Linked DNA regions of Gossypium hirsutum: region 2 is linked to region 1. Evidence: chromatin contacts called from public Hi-C data. All regions are on one chromosome and are shown on one strand. The core of a region is the stretch at or near the end of the contact, and the rest is flanking DNA. Distances in the headings are between cores, read along the strand shown.

Evidence for each region. A called contact is a pair of places that touch in the nucleus more often than the background predicts.
Region 2: a contact with region 1 is called in a Hi-C map of hypocotyl, with 2.2 times the contacts expected there. The contact joins the promoter of LOC107889672 here to the enhancer-like site in region 1. A contact is called at or near these places in 6 of 34 Hi-C or Micro-C datasets (callus, hypocotyl, leaf and 1 more).

Annotation. Positions count from the first base shown.
Region 1 is chrA06:54,688,701-54,694,212 of Gossypium_hirsutum_v2.1, reverse strand. No RefSeq gene overlaps it. Among protein-coding and RNA genes, the nearest start is that of LOC121231368, 42 kb to the left of the region's middle. Within about 2 kb of position 2,797, at least 6 of the 9 cell types and tissues checked have an H3K27ac peak or open chromatin away from gene starts, as enhancers often do.
Region 2 is chrA06:54,939,963-54,945,474 of Gossypium_hirsutum_v2.1, reverse strand. It overlaps LOC107889672 (ethylene-responsive transcription factor ABR1), which reads right to left and starts at 2,222. Exons shown (of 2, transcript XM_016814194.2): 1 at 1,437-2,222; 2 at 1-634. The coding sequence starts at 1,917.

The DNA.
Region 1 (5,512 bases), core at 1,548-4,047:
CATGGTTGATTGTATAAAGTAACTTAGGGTGGCCAACTATATTGACTTGGCCAAAGTAATTTGACCAGCCATAGAAAGGAGTTTAGCGTCAAACTCGTTAGGCCTCCTCTGCACCTTATCTATAATAAATTTGAACGTACTCTTAGTGACTCTCTTATGGAACAAAGGCGTTCTAAAATAGATCCCCAAGTCATCCACTTCCTAAAAACCCAACTCCTTACTAACCATCTCCCTAACTAGCTTATTAATGTTGGCTGAAAAATGAATTTTTTATTTTTTTTGCATTTTGTAAGCTGAAAACAAGCAGAATTGGTAAAGGGAAAATTTCATGGCTGCAGCAGTTTCCTTCACTAGATCATCCACAAAAAAAGATGTGATATCAGAGGCCTTCCCCTTTCAAGCCAAATAGGCTTCCAGGTAAATTTAGTGATAGCCAACTTAGTAGCCTAGCTAAGCTTCTCCATAGTTAACACAATATATAAGGAGAAATAGGATCCCCTAGCCTTAGACCCCTTGAAGGGAGAAATTCATCTATGAAGCACCCATTCCACAAAATTTTCATGGAAGAATATGTGACACATTACATAATGACATGAACTAATGTCTCAGGAATTTGTGCATCTAAAAGTGTATCCTCAATAAACTCCCATCTCAATCTATCATAAGCCTTCTCCATGTCGATTTTGATTTCCATCCATCTTTTCTTCCCATTTTTTTGTTGCATTTAATGAGCATCCTCTTGAGTAATAATCACGTTATCCATAATATTTTTCCCCCAACAAAGATAGTTTGATTAGCTACAATATAATACGACATGATAGGTTTGAGGCAATTCACAATTACCTTTGTTAGAACCTTGTAAGGCACTGTACATGAGCTTATGGGTCAGAACCAAGAGATTGACTCTAGAGAACTTACTTTGGGGATTAGCACAATCAACATTTTATTAAGAAAAGATTCAACATTACCTACTTCAAACACCCTTTTAACCATGCACACCAGCGACTCTCCTATAATATTCTATTGGCTCTGATAAAATTGGGTATGAAGTTCATCTACCCCTAGTACTTTAAACGGTGCCATCTCAAAGAGAGCATTATGAACTTCTTGACGAGAAGGAATTTGCCCAATGTAATCCAATAAACCCAGTTCAAGAATGGAGAACATGTTCTGAATAGGAAATCAACCCATACTAGACACATCTATCATATACAACCTTTTAAAGAAAAGAATAGTTTCGGCTTTCAACACTTCCTCATCATAACACTACTCACCATCAGACTATCTTAGAACTTTGATCTCATTAAAACGCCTCCTTGAGTTAGCCTTACAATAGAAGTACCTGGTGTTTCGGTCTCCAAAAATCAACCAATCACTTCGCACCTTTTTGTCACAGAAGACTCTCTTCTAAGTCCATAATTCCTTCAAGTTCAACTCGTAAAGATTTCTCAAGATTAAGAAGGTTTTTACATAGAAACCTCTCCAACACTCTTTGGATGCCATCAAGTTGGTGCATTATATTCCTCTTCCTCTTCAAAATGTGCCAAAAAACATCCCTATTCCACATTCTTAGTGCTGCTATAAACTTTTTAACCGAATCTTTTAACGAGCTCTCACTATTCCAATTCTCATTAACCATAGAACTAAAATTGCTATGAGACAACCAACCACTTAGGAACTAGAAAGGACGAAGGGAATTTGTTATTATTTTGGTTCCAAATGAAACCGAGAGTAGGCGATGATTAGATTTGATTTTTAGCATATGAAAAATAGCAGTATTCAGGAATATTAGCTCGCAACGAGAATTGCGTAAGGCTCTATCAAGGCGTTCAAATATATTCCCTCTATTCCAAGTGAATTTGGGACCTTTAAATCAAACATCCTTCAACTCACAAACTGAGCATACCTGCTAGAAAGCCAGACAACTAGCAGTAGCATTATTCGAGCCACTATTACTCATCAAATGAATCATCTATGAGTGTCGCATCACTTTCACCCTTATGGACCACTCCAGATGGTCGACCCAAAATTTGTCCATTAACAGCCTAGTCCAACACCATCAGTTTCGTGTTCTCCTCTAGCATGTCTGCAGCTCTACCCTCCACCTCTAAACGATCCACCATTCCTTAGATAACCTGTTAAACAAGAACCATGTCAACCAGGCCATCAAGATTTTCCCTATCTCCTGTAGATTCAGAGCTCATACTCCTATTTTCCTTCAAAAAAGGAGGGAGTGCAGAATGAATAATAAGATTTTTGATGCCTAGTTCATTTCCCATAAGAGGAGATAAACCAACTAAATAATTTCGATTCTGGTTTTCTTTGAAATTATGAACTGAGTGAAATTTTCGATCCAATATTCCTTGGTTACCATTGGTACCAAATTTAGGTAGCCCAGACCCCACTTTCAATACCACCACCCTGATTCTCCATTCTTGGCCCACCCACAGCTTGCTTATCAACCTACCCTTTTATAGCCACAACCCTTTTTTTATGGCGTTTAGCTTTAGTATTCTTCCCTTTATTACCCCATCAAATTTTCTCCCATTCATAATCTTTGTAATAGATTCAGAGAGATTTTCTTGACCCTCACCTGATAATTTAACAAGTAAATTATCTTTGTTCCTTATATTTCCTGAAATTAAAAATAGCTGCACCATTCTCGTTGTTATCATCCTGTGAGACACCTATTTTGGAAAAAATATTAAATTGAGATCCGAAAAGATTGTTTCCTTTTCCACTCTCTTATCCATCATCGGTCCTCCTATTTGGTCTACGATTCTGGGAATCCACAATCATCCACTTGCCAAACCTTTCATTTTCAATCCATTCTTGAATTGATCCAGTGTTTTCATATTGGTCCAATCTAACAGGATCCTCAGCTTCACTCGATCCTTTCTCCTTATTCTCCACTATCTTTGATTGAGGACAATCTCCTTTCAAGTGCCCAAATGTGGGACAACCAAAAAAAACTATTGGAAAAGATTCATACTCCACTCTATGGATCCTACTAGCGATTCTTATCCTGGAAATGAGCGGCTTCCTTAAGTCAATTTAAATTGCAAATTTGGCAAACTAACCCCTTGCTCCTTTATATGTCATTAAATCAATTTTGATTACATTCCCCACCATTTCACCGATAGCTGGAGAATACTTCTCTTGTACAATGATCCTGAAAAACTCGGTATACAGACCCATGCAACAACACTATGGGGGAACGATTTCGTCCAAGGTTATAACGACCTGATAGTCAGGGGTGTCGACAAGTATATTTTTGGGACTTTGTACTCGTAAATCAGACCCGTAAATATTTTTATTAAATGTTTATGAGGCTAGTTTAATATTGAATTAATTTTCGATTAGTAAATGTCATGAAATTAAGAGTCGTTAAGGTACATGGACTACATCGCATATTAGTTAAAAGTTAAATTATAAATTGAAATAAATTAAAGGTACTAAAGAAGCAATTATGCCTTTGTTTCATTTAAGTGGATGGTCATAATGAACGTTTATGACATGTATATATATTATATATGTTAAGCTAACCTAATATGTATATATATGTTATGATAAATAAATAGTATAAAATGTATGTATATTATATAATAAGAAATAATAATAGTTATGATAATAATAACAAAATAAAGAGAAGATTTCATTCTCTGTTACATGCAAATTAGAAAAGAAAGAAAACAGAGAAAAGGGCGCACGACTAAGGGACCTAAGGGTTCAAATCTAAATTGGTTAGTGCAATTTAGTCATTTTCTTATAATTTTTATATTTTTGGAATCCCGATACCTAGGGCTACCCAACCCATATTGTAATTTTTAGTATTATTCAAGATTTTAGATGTTGATATTGTTGAATAATTTAAGTATTAGGGATTAAATAGATAGATTTTTAAGTTAGAAATGGAAAAGAACTAATTTGTGGAATAAATTATTGATTTTGAGCAATAGGGACTAAATTGAAAGAAATCCAAAATTATTGAGTCGAATTGGAAAAGTGTAACAGCCCGTTTTCGATAAAAATCAGAACAGTGGTTTCGGGACCACAAATCTGATTCTAGAAATTACATTTATTTTAAAATTATTTTATGGTCTACAGTACAATAGTAATGTCGTATAAAAATTTCGTAAAGAAATTTTACCAATTACATGTCTAATTTGATAAAGGACCAAATTGTACAAAGTGCAAAAGTTCAGTTCTAATAACTAAAAGGATTAAATAGCTATAGAATTCAAAATTTGAGGTCCTTATATGGTAATTAGACGATTAAAAAATGCCTAGTTGTTAAGGATGATAATTCATCCATGGAAAATTAATTAAAGAAAAGGACAAAATTGGAAAGATGAAAAATAAAGATGAAAAATAATAAAATAAAGAAATATCATCATTTTATCATCATCTTTTCCAAATAAAACATGGAAACCCTAGCTATGGAGAATGGAAGAAAGAGAAAATTTATTTGGCCAAAATAGGTAAGCATTTAAGTCCCGTTTTTTGTAATTTTTATATTTTGAGATCGTGATAGTTTAATCTACCTATTTTGGGGATTAATTTGTAAAGATATCAAAGTATTAAAATTTTTCCATGGATGTAAATAATGAAATTTTGGAATTTATGTTATAAAATGAAAGGTTGTTGATAGATAAACAAGTTTTGTAAAGTAAATTTTGATGAAATTATGATTTTAGGACTAAATTGTAAAGTTGTAAAATTCATGGAAAATTCTAAATTTTTATTAAATACATGGGCTGTAAATGTTACATGTAAAATTTGGTTAGGCCTCGGATAAGGATTAAAATGCATGAATTTCATTTTTCGAGCCGAGGGACGAAATTGTCATTAATTAAAAGTTTAGGGGCAAAATGATAATTTTGCCTGAGATGTGAATTGGACTGAATTGAGTATGAATTGTATTAAATTGATGTTAAATTTACTCGTATAGATCCGGATAGACCATATTCGGAGTAGAGCGAGGAAAAGAGAAAGTGTTGAATTAGTACATTTTATGTACACGAACATTTATTGAGGTAAGTTTGTGTAACTAAATTGTGTATATTTATATGTTTGTATTGAATGTATTTATGTGAATTGTATAAATACTATAAATATATGAAATGATAACATATCTAACAATGCCAGAAAAGTGTCAAATCCCATTTGAATAAATGAAAATCGATGGATACAAGTTTCCCGTATTGGTTGTGGTCTTGCATATCTTGTAGACACACCATAGCTTAAAAGAGCATCCCGTATTAGCCCTTTCGAGCTTCCCGTTATATGGTTCAGCGAGCTTCTCGTTATAGCTCTTCGAAGCGTCCCGATATGTTGTGATCCTACATTTGTTGTGGACACCCCTTAACTCTTATAAGCATCCCGATTTAAAGGTTCTTTGTGAACTTCCCGTTAAATTGTCTCTTTGTGAGCTTCCCGATAGTGGTCACTTTAACTTCCCAATATTGGCTATCCGGAGCTTCCTAATATGGTTCTTTGTGAACTTCTCTAT
Region 2 (5,512 bases), core at 973-3,472, 250 kb before region 1:
AGCAGAGGAAAAGAAGCAGAGGAAGATGATGATGATGACCCAGAAGCCGCAAAAGAAGCCGGCAAAGATGGAAAAGACGACGACACCATTGGCTGCTGGATATTAGCAAACTGAGAATATTGAATCATTTGGTCTACCAAGCTTGTAGCTTGTTGTCCATGCAAATCACCAGAATTCTGTAGCAACTGAGAGTACTGCCAATAGTCTCTCAGCATATCATTTGTAGAGCTCTGAAGAGGCTGGGAATCGTAATATGTTGGCATTGAAGTAGAATCAGAAGCTGAAAAATGGGTTGTTAGAGAACTAGAAACCGATGTTTGGGTACCAGGAAAATTCTGCATTTGTTGAGGAACAAGCCTGACATTTTCCGGAAAATTTAACTTGGCCCTGTTTCCCCTGAATCTCAAGGCAGCTTCATCATAGGCTCTTGCAGCAGCTTCTGCTGTATCAAACGTACCAAGCCAAACTCTTGCTGCTTTGTGCGGATCACGTATTTCTGCTGCCCATTTTCCCCACGGCCTTTGCCTAACGCCTCTATATCTCCTCCTTAGCTCCGCGGTTTCTTCATAGGCTGCTGCTGATGTTTCTGTTGATGTAGTTGGTGGTGCAACAGTGCTTGCAGCCTCTTCAGCAACTATTTAAAATAATGGATTGAGAGATTGTTAAATATAGGTTGATGATTGAGAGATTGTTGAATCCTTAATGAAGGTGGTGGTCATGCTGAATACTGATCAACTGTTTCATTGCAGCTTTGAGTTTACAAATGTTTGTCCAATCTCCAGAGTTAATTAATTGAAAGTTGAATACCACCAAGTTAAGCAGGGGCTTACTTAGGGGAGTTCGCAGACGTCTGCCCTTAAAATGAAACTTTTTCCATTTAAGATTTTTTAAAATTTTTAAAATTTTAAATTAATAAAATAAAATTGCACCTTTAACTTTATTAAAAATCATAAAAAAATTTATTTAATCCTTTATAAATTATAAATATATAAATTATTAAAATAATAAACTTACATTTTTATTATCTTAAAATTTATAATTTAATTCCAAACCCTAAAAAATTTTCTTCCTTTCCCCTTGCCCTTGAAGTTGAAGGCAAATATAACTTGATGAAGACATGCAATATTGTATTATAGTTTTATTAAAAAGAAAGTAATGAACACACAGTTATGTGATGAATGACAACTAAAAATGGTTTTTATTAAATTAGTGGTAATAGACTAATAGTAAGAAAGTAAAATATATGTACTGTATGTATGTATGCATGTGTATAATTATATATATAGGTTATGGTTATATGATCTATGTAAGAAAATGTAAGGAAAGAAAAACAGGAACGATTGCCTATATTTTAACTAAATGGAAACGACAAAAGATAATGAAAATCAGTGTGCAAAAAAAGAGTAGTTGAAGAAATGGATGGAAAAAGTAAGTACCCATAGTTGCACCAGATGATGAATCAGCAATGGAGCCTCTAAAACCAGCAAAATTTATTTGAACCCTTGGTAAAGACTCAATGAATTGAGCAGTGACCTCTTCTTCACGCCCTCGTTTCTGACCAATCCAGAGACCAGAGCCGAAACCGGAACCGGAACCAGAACCAGAAGGGGAAGCAGAAGGTGAAGGTGAAGCAGCTGAGGCCGAGCCACTGTAGCCAAAACTAGATGGGGCCATGCCAGCTAAGTTAGCACCGTAAGCAGAAGCCCTTTGTCCAGAAACACCATGCGTCAGGCCAGACAACTGGGTTGCTTGTGCTCGGTTTCCATGCTGCTGCATCATCATCGGTTGGTTCTGTTGGGATTGTATTTGATGGGAGTAGCCATCTTGTTGTTCTTCAGTACCGCCATCTCCAGCCGGAGGAAACCTGACGTACTCACCTGACCCCCTTTGATGCGCCACCTTGTTGAGTAAGCACATCAACACCGATATAATCTATGGGGATTCCGGTTTTGGCTTTACTGAATAAATAATAATAATAATAATTCTATAAAGACTTACCCTGCTAAGAGGGGATTTTGCCGCAAAATTTGAAGGAGAGAAGACCCTTTGTATTGCAATTAAGGTGAAAGGATTTTATTATATGTCGATCCAAGGATTTTCTAGTGCTGAAGCTTTGATCAGTTTCAGCCGCCATTCAAATAGTGCACACATTACTCCTCAAATTTACCACTTCATAAAACCACCACAAAATCCCCGATGGATTGCATTTTAGTTCTTCTAATATAAAAATAGATAAATTAATTTGTATATGTTAAATTACTGAACAAAACAGTATTTTTATTAAATATTTGTTTTAGTGTTTTTGTATAAGGTCTAACAACAAATTTAACCCTTAGCATTTATACTATTAAATTTTTTCCCTACTCTTTTATTGAAAGTAAATTAAAATTTTTTAAAACTAATAAAGTTAAAAGGTAAAAAAATGTCTTAGTAACAATTCTTTTTAAAGAAATCAATTAAGCTCTTTGAAAATCATTAAAAGATCATAAAAATTATAAACAAAATTTATAAAGATAGTTAAAAAATTTTAAAATTTAAAATTATAAACTTTTAAATAAAAATTAACAATATTGACCCATTAAATTTTAATTTTTTTAAAGAAAAAATTGGGATTAGATTTCAAAAATCTTATAACCATTAGATAAAAAAAGGTTAAAATATGTCATAAGTCACTGTACTTTCGAAAATTAGGAATTTAGTCTATATACTTCTATTTCATGAAATTTAGTCCTACTTTTTAGATCTCAAAATTTAAGTCTAACGGTTAAGTTACTTTTTTTTTGTTAAATTTGTTGTTATGACATTTTTTTTGTAGCTATGTAATTAAAAGAATGATTTTGTAATTAACTTGAATTTAAAAAAATAATGTTAACAATTGGATATGAATTTTGAAATTTGAACAGTAAGAGCTAAAGTCTATACAAAGACTAAATTTCTAATTTTTTGAGATTGTACAAAAACTTATGGCACATTTTAAAAAAAAAATCTATGGTACTTTTTGAAATCTAATCCCAATTAATTTTTAAAAAAAACAAATTTTAATAGGTGAGTATTGTTATTTTTAATAAAAAAATTATAATTTTTTATGATTTCTAATAATTTTAAAAGATCAATTGATTTTTTATTATTTGTTATTAGACCTTTTTGACTTATTAGCCTCATTAATTTCAACATTTTCTAATTTATTTTCAATAAAAAAGTAAAGATAAAATTGAATAAATATGTAAAGTGGATTAATATGCAAAGGATGAGTGCTAAAGTTATATATGAACACCAAAACAAATATTTAATAGTGTAATTTCATGGGATGGATTGTTTTACACACTCATCAACATATATAGACTAAATTTTCTAACAAAAAATTAAAAATATAGGAAATTTTGGGATACGTCTATAAATTCATCCTACCATTACCACCTTTATAGCATAAAAAAAAAGTAAAATTACTGTATCTATTTTCTTTATTCATGTTTTTTTCTTCCTTTTCTGGAACAATTCCTTTTTATTATAATTGAGTGTTAATGGCAAAAATGCATACCAAGTCGGTTGAGGTTTGCTTTTTTGAGAGGAAAGAGAAAAATAAATAAATAAATAAATAAATAAATAAATAAATAAATAAAAACAGAGGCAAAAGAATTCATGTTTAAATTGAGTTTCTCAATACCGACATAAAATATGTAAAAACTCTGTGGGACTTGGCAACTTGTTGCCATGGGATTAATTAATGATTAACACATAATTAGTGTAATGAATTTATCCTAATCCAAATTGGTTTGTAAGGGTTGTTTGAAATCCACGTAATACTCGATTTCATTCAAAAATAAATAAATTTCGAGTTAATTGATCAATCTATTCGAGTCGAGTTGGATTTTTCAATTTAAATATCTCAAATAATTTGAATAACAAATTGATGTAAGTACCCTTTTAGTCCCTATCGATTTTAAAAATGAGTAAATTAATCACTCTTAACAAAAATTACAGAAAAAGAAAAATTTAAAGTAATTTTTAAAATTCAAAATATTTATAAAATTTTTAAGATTTATATTTTTAAAAAAATTATGAAAAACTTAAAAAAATTATGAAAAATATATAAAGAAGTTAAAATTTTAAAAATTTTCTAAAATAATAAATTTTGGGACCTAAATAAGTTAATTAATTGTTTAAGTTTATCATACTAAAGTATTTTATTTTTTATTATTTTGATTTGAAATTTTTTACAAATATATATAGTTTCAAATTTATATGTTCTAGCATGAAATTAGTTATATTGTAACAAAATTTTAATTTAACGTGTTTAATTTTTTTAATTTAACTCGAACAATTTCACTCAATTCGACTTAGACTCAAATTTCATTTAACTTAACTTGATTTGAAAAAAGTTCAAATTGAGTTAGGATGATAAAATATGACTCGTCAACTCAAATAACTTAAAACTTTTTTACTCGATTCAATCGAACACTCACCCCTGATTCACATGATTGCTTTTAAGTAATAAATATTTTTATAAGATTAAAGAGAGAAAGAGAAAACTTAATTTTGGTATTAGGAAAAAATTTAAAAGATATAATTGAATTAATTACAAAGTTGTTTCAAAATTAGTTCTCCATAAAGTCGGCATATTTGAAGATGGACGGGGAGCCTATTTTCAGGAATCCTATTGATTGGACGGGTGTATGGAAACTAAAATTACCACCTAGAATTAAACAATTCTTTTGGTTGGTGCTGCATCAGAAGCTCCTAACTAACCATGAGCGAGCGAGGAGAAATCTAGCAGCCAATGGCGGCTGTGCGCTATGTGGGTGTGGTGACAAGACAGTTCTTCATGTTTTGCGCGACTGCTCATTTGCAGAAAAGGTACGGAGAATGGTTATTCCATCGCATTTGTTCCCATATTTTTTTTAATGTTGATTTACCGAACAGGGTGTTTGCAATTCTGAATGGTGAATTTGATGACAATGATTGTAATGTTTTAAAGTATGCTGTCTTGTGTTGGATACTATGGAAGAATAGGAATTGTTTTAATTTTCAGCAAACTGCAAGTAGACCTGAGGAGATTATAAGGAGGACAGACTGTTTTGTTGCTAGTATTAATGTAACACCCGAACCTGTAACCGTCGCCGAAAGGGTTACAAGGTATTACTGAACAGCTCACAACTTAAAAGCCACCATAAGAACTCATTTAATAGAAATATAACCTTCTCTAACTCTTTTACATATAAAAGCATCTGTTCGAAAAACCACTTAATCAAATTTATCATTTGGATCAATTACACGAGTTTAGCCGAATGCAATTAGTGCTCAATACTAAGGTTCATTTAATCTATATTCAATCATTCTATACACATAATCGTTTCATATATATATATATATCAAAGTATCAAAATAATTCATCTTGCATAACTACACTACAAATAACATATATGCATAATACATTGCAACTAGTTTTAACTATTGCATTAATGCACCAACTAAATCTAAAGTAACGAGATACGCAACCAAAACCTATTCAATA